2 separate regions of the Zea mays genome follow, and region 2 is linked to region 1. A link is a contact called in public Hi-C data. All regions are on one chromosome and are shown on one strand. Each heading gives the region's core, a stretch centred on a gene start, on an enhancer-like site or on the middle of the called end of the contact. The rest is flanking DNA. Distances are from core to core; before and after follow the strand shown. Region 1 holds the start of LOC103653698 (protein trichome birefringence-like 33). Region 2 holds the start of LOC100276811.

Region 1 (2,745 bases), core at 187-2,686:
TTTTTATTGTGCATGATAACTTTGACCCTAAGTTTGAATTACAAAGTCGAATTTGGAATGGAAAATAAAAATAGAAAATGAAATCTGAAAAGGAATAAAGAAAAATGAACTCCTCGCGCTTTGGGCCGAATTTCATGCTTCCGGCCCACTCACCTCACCAGCCCACCGCGCCCTGCATCCTTGACCCTATGCGCCTCCTTCCCACTGACCGCCAGGTGGGCCTGTGGCCGCAGCCTCACTCCCGCCGCCAGTCGCTTTGTACGCGCCGTCTGTCTCTGGCATAGTGGGCCCGCCCTGACAGGGGCCTTCTTCTTCCCCAACTAATTTCCGCCATCCGCATGCTGGCATGGTCGAGATCCGCTTCGTCGGTCTTCTCCAGGCTTGCGTTGAAACTGATTCTCGCTTCTACTGTCACCTAGATCTGCGGCTCGGCCTCCGGGCTATAAAGACCAAGCGCGCCCGTGGAAAAAAAGAATAGTAGAGAGAGGGAGAGAGATTGCTGTCGTGGTGGCCTTGCAAGCGTACCAACACCGAGGTCTGGGCGTTGGGTTCGGGTGCTTCACCGAACCTTGGAGGTCACAACCGGGGTGTCACCTGGGCGGATTATGCTCCGGACCGCTAGCAATTACTCACCGGGTTTGAACACTGCCGCAGTTTCGCCATGGTGCGTGGACAGCCTGGTCGGCGCCCTAATCCTCGGTAAGATGCGCCTTATCAAGATCTCCTCGATCTCCTCTTCAGTTAGCACCTATCCGCACGGTAGTCGGGCACTAGAATGCGCGTGTGGGTTGCCCCGGCCATGGCGCCGTCGGGTATTGGGTCGCGCCGCCGCGACTATGGAGGGCCGCGGGGACGACGATCTCGCTACCGTCCGATTCCGAGTGAACGTCTACGATTAGATCGCAGGTACCGCTTCAACCTGATAGATCAGAACCGTCGACTCACAGATAGGTGGCCATGATTTAATCAAGCGTACCCCTTCGTCTCATAATGATCTGGTCGTTGATCGAGTAGTGGACGACAGGGATTATGTCGCGGATACCCCTTTCGGCTTTTTAAATCTCAGCCCTCTATTTCTGATCGGGAGGCTCAGTTATGCCGATACCCCTTTGTCATGGCTATTTTTTTAAAAGAGCCCTCCTGAAATTTGAAAACAAACCCGCAGTCCATCTGTATACAAAGATCATTAGGTCCTTTATTTCTCCAAACAACCCATGCACTTGTGAATATTAGCATACACAATCCAGAATTAATAGGGATATCTGTACTAACTATTAAGGGGGCAGTGTAGACTGCCCCCGCTCTCTACCCCACGCACAACTGTCTCCCGCACCGCACGACCAGCCGTCCTCTACACGCCCGCGCGCAGCGGACGCCGCGAAACCCTCGCTCCCTGCCCGCACCCGCAACAGCCTCCCGCACCCAGCCAGCCCCTTCCCCAGCAGCAGTCTCCAGCCGCAGCCATGGCCAAGCCACCGCCGCCCACCTCCACCTCCGACCCCGCGCTCCCCACCACTGCTACAACCACCTCGTCGGCCCCCAAGTCGTCGTCTCGCCCTAGGCCCCGCCCCCGGGGCCTCCTCGATGCGCTCGCAGCCTCCGCGCGCTCCCTCCTCGCCTCGGCGCGTCGCTCCCCGGTCACCACGCTAGCCGCCGCCTTCTTCCTCCTCGCGCTCGTCATGTACGGTGAGGACGCCCGCACCATCGTCGAGCTCTCCATCGACGACTACCTCTACCCGGACGCCGACCTCTACAACGTCTCCGGCCTGCCGCCCCTCGCGCTGCCCCCGCTCACCTGCGACCTCTCTCGCAGCAAATGGGTCTTCGACAACGTCTCCGTTCCGGCGTACCGGGAGAAAGACTGCACCTTCCTCACCAAGCAGGTCTCCTGCCTCCCCAACGGCCGCCCCGACGACATGCGGCAGTACTGGAGATGGCAGCCCAACGAGTGCTCCCTCCCCACGTACGTCTTCCTTCTCCTCCAGATCGCATCTTCCATGCTCAGTTGGCCAGTTGTGTGATTCGATTGATTGACAAGAAGGTCACGGTCGTGGTGTCGCCGACGCCGTCGTCGTGGCGGGCGGAAGAGCTCGGGGCGGCTAGCAAGCTGAGCCCGCAGGCCAAGCGGAAGGTGGTGACCAGGCTGGCGTCCCTGCTGCCGCTCGCAAGCTGATCAACATCGAACCAAGAGGAGGGACTCTCTCCGTCCGGCTCCAAAAAGTTTTCCCTTTTCCCCTCCAGAAGATTTCTATTTCCCCCGCGTTCGTCGATCCGTCCGAGGGCCGGCTCCAGGTGTTTTAGCGGTTTTCCGGCGCCTCGGAGCAGAGAGTGAAAAAAGAGAGAGAGAGAAACGCCTCCCTTTTTCCGTCGAATTTTTTTCCTTTGTTTTGTTCCTGCGAAAGAACAAAATTTTCAGTTGTCCGCGGCCGGGGGAACGGGAGGAATCTGGGCAGATTTGGGTTCCCTGTCCTCTGTTCTTGGGAGGGAGGGAGAGAAACTGTGAATCATCACTACTGCTATGATCTATAAAAGCGGTTGAGTACTGTATCGTGTTCATCAGGTCATGTGAGGCCTGTGACTTCAATTGAAAGTACCATAATTACTCTGCAACCACTATTTCTGTTTGTTTGTTGCTGTTCTCTACATATACTCCTGCTAGGTCTGGATCAAAAGCAAGCAGCTCAGCCAGAAGCCGACCATTGTTTTTGGTATACCGGCTTCTAATACTTATACAAGATTTTTATC
Region 2 (3,071 bases), core at 204-2,703, 190 kb after region 1:
AGCTATCCAGAATGTACACAACAGACATGGGCTAGAACATGACTGTTTAGTGTATAATTATAATCTAACCATGGAACTATCAAGCTTAATCTAGCAGCAGCACATGTACTTGTGTGCCAGTACATGTTTGAGGTATCAGTACCCGCTTGTCTCAATCTCAATTATGTCCATTAATCAGAGGGTTTACCTGTGTTTTCGTATCTATAGAGAAGTACGACTCTGAACAAGCTTTGAAGACCATATCACAGAATGATGCACATACAACAGGAGGTCCAGGCCTGATACCCACTCGTGGATCGCATATTGAGCACTCAAGCAATTCCCACAAATGAATACATTCTTGACTGCCTTCACCAGCCAATGCAAGGTTTCTTACTGAGACCAGAGCAGGAAATGTCTGCATCACATCGCAACATGTTTTCTGACGGAATATCCTACACAGTGCTAGATCTCTGCGCCCCTTGGGTGCTCTTCCAGGAGGCTTGCCTTCAGATGAAAAGGCAGGGAACCGTCCACCTGGTGAAACACACACACCTTTTGGTTGTCCTGGGGAAAAAAAGATAGACAGCAAAATACGTGAAATAAACCAATGGACTATCGCCACCACAGTTATCTACTGAGAAATTACAAGCCTCGTATATCTTAACAAGGAGGAATCGTTCAATCTGCAACCACAATATTCATATATAACCAAGCTAATCTGCATTGCCCATCAGTCTTACTAACAGCCGGCAGTAGCATCAAGAACACGAGCTATATAACAGTAAGGTAAACAAAGCCTGTTGCCGTACAGCTCAAGTCAATACAGTATATAACAGAACCTGAAACAGTAAAGTTTTCACTTGATATGATCATAGCTTATCTAACAGTTCCTTTCCAAACCTGTCCTCTGCGTTATGAATTATGAAACTTCGCAAAATGCCAACAATAACTTCAAAGTAAGGCCTAAAGCGTGCACAGGTAGCCATCTGTAAACTGGCATTCCTCGTTTTGCTATAGTTTCAACTTTTAACTCCAAGACTAATTAAATCTACATAGCAAAGACAATTGGAGGGATCAAATACATGACCAGCAAGGACAGGGTCCACTGAAAAGGCAACAAGAATCTCTAGCAACGCATGCGAAAACATAGGGGGAGGGGGGGGGACACTTCCCTCCACCGATTAAGTTCACGAAACCAATAATATGCAGAAAATAAAAATGAGATCTCGAGGACTCGCAGGAGCGGCGACTGTTCGTACCAGCTGACACGGGCGGCGAGAGGAACAGAAGCACCAGGAGGAGAGTGAAACCGGTCGTCCTCCGAACCCGCGTAGGAGAGCCCATCGAAGCAACCTGCCCGCCGGCCGCCGGCGTGCTGCGGCGACGAATGGATGCGCTTCGCGGCGACGCGGCGTCTGTGACTTCGAGATAGACCGTAGAAGTCAACAGGCTCCCCCGGTTCGAGCGAATGGGCCGAATGCGACCGGAAGCCCAACATAAAAAAAACGGCCCAGTTTTGTGCTTTGCTCGCTATGATTAAAGATAGCCCATGTTTGTTTGGGATTTTTCCAGGTTTTGGCCACCAAAAGCTGCTGCAGATCGCCAAACGCTCTAGCTTTTTAGCCAGCTTCTATAAAAATCGCTTTGGTAAAAACCGTCCAAAATCAACATGAACACAAAATCGATCGAATTGTCATGATAGTAGGAATATGTTGCTTTCTAGATCCTGAACCATTTGGACCACTTCATCTTCCTTCGCACGTAATCCACACAATACTCAGATTCTTCTCACAGCCAGATTCTCTCCACGGCCAGATTCTCAGAAAAGCTGGTCAGAGAAAAGCTAAACCAAACAGACCCATAGGAACGGCGACCCGATCCCCCGTTTCCCCGAATTTCTCGATTAGAACTAGTTTGGGAATCTCATTCTTTCAAATAATTTTCATTTTCCCAAGGAAAACTAGTTCATTTTTTCTTGGGAAAATTAAAATCCCTTGGAAAAATAGTGTTTCCAAACTAACCCTTAATAAATGGAGATGGGGAAAAAACTTTCCCCGCGGGGATATAAATAGGGAAAATTTATCCCCCGGCGAGTAAACGGGGATGGGGACGGGGAAGTATTCTCCATCATCGTTCCTCGCGGGGACCCGTTAAATTTGCACGTGACGATATCTTTGTGTAGTAGTTAACGATAAAAATAAATAATTACCTTGTCAAAAGATCGCTAATTGTACAAATGTGTTCATTTTAATGTATGCATAATAATTTTTTACATATGACAATGTGTATAAGTGACAATGTTTTACATTAATGTTGGGGACCATAATTAGGGGTACCCTCAAGACTCATAATTCTCAGCTGGTAACCCCCATCAGCATAAAGCTGCAAAGGCCTGATGGGTGCGATTAAGTCAGGGATCAGTCCATTCGAGCGACTCGATCATGCCTCGCCCGAGCCTAGCCTCGGACAAGGGCAGCCGACCCTGGGGGATTTCCGTCTCGCCCGAGGCCCCCCTCCAACGGCGGACACATCTCCGGCTCGCCCGAGGCCCTGCCTTCGCTAAGAAGCAACCCTGACTAAATCGCCGCACCGACCGACCGAATCGCAGGAGCATTTAACGCAAAGGTGGCCTGACACCTTTATCCTGACGCACGCCCCCCGGCAGAGCCGAAGTGATCGCCGTCACTTCGCCGCTCCACTGACCGGCCTGACAAAAGGACAGCGCCGCCTGCGCCACTCCGACTGCAGTGCCGCTTGACAGAGTGAGACTGACAGGCAGTCAGGCCCTGCCAAAGGCACCATAGGAAGCTCCTCTCCGCCCGACCCAGGGCTCGGACTCGGGCTAGGTCCCGGAAGACGGCGAACTCCGCTCCGCCCGACCCAGGGCTCGGACTCGGGCTAAGTCCCGGAAGACGGCGAACTCCGCTCCGCCCGACCCAGGGCTCGGACTCGGGCTAGGTCCCGGAAGACGGCGAACTCCGCTCCGCCCGACCTAGGGCTCGGACTCGGGCTAGGTCCCGGAAGACGGCGAACTCCGCTCCGCCCGACTTAGGGCTCGGACTCGGGCTAAGTCCCGGAAGACGGCGAAC

The links. Hi-C and Micro-C count contacts between places; a contact is called where the count stands out from the background.
Region 2: a Hi-C map of endosperm shows a contact between it and region 1, with 2.6 times the contacts expected there. The contact joins the promoter of LOC100276811 here to the promoter of LOC103653698 in region 1. A contact is called at or near these places in 3 of 25 Hi-C or Micro-C datasets (ear, endosperm and tassel).

What each region holds. Positions count from the first base shown.
Region 1 is chr4:134,537,699-134,540,443 of Zm-B73-REFERENCE-NAM-5.0, forward strand. It overlaps LOC103653698 (protein trichome birefringence-like 33), which reads left to right and starts at 1,437. Exons shown (of 1, transcript XM_020552170.2): 1 at 1,437-2,675. The coding sequence starts at 1,464. The coding sequence ends at 2,021.
Region 2 is chr4:134,724,351-134,727,421 of Zm-B73-REFERENCE-NAM-5.0, forward strand. LOC100276811 reads right to left here and starts at 1,454. Exons shown (of 4, transcript NM_001150521.2): 1 at 1,242-1,454; 2 at 188-546. The coding sequence starts at 1,326.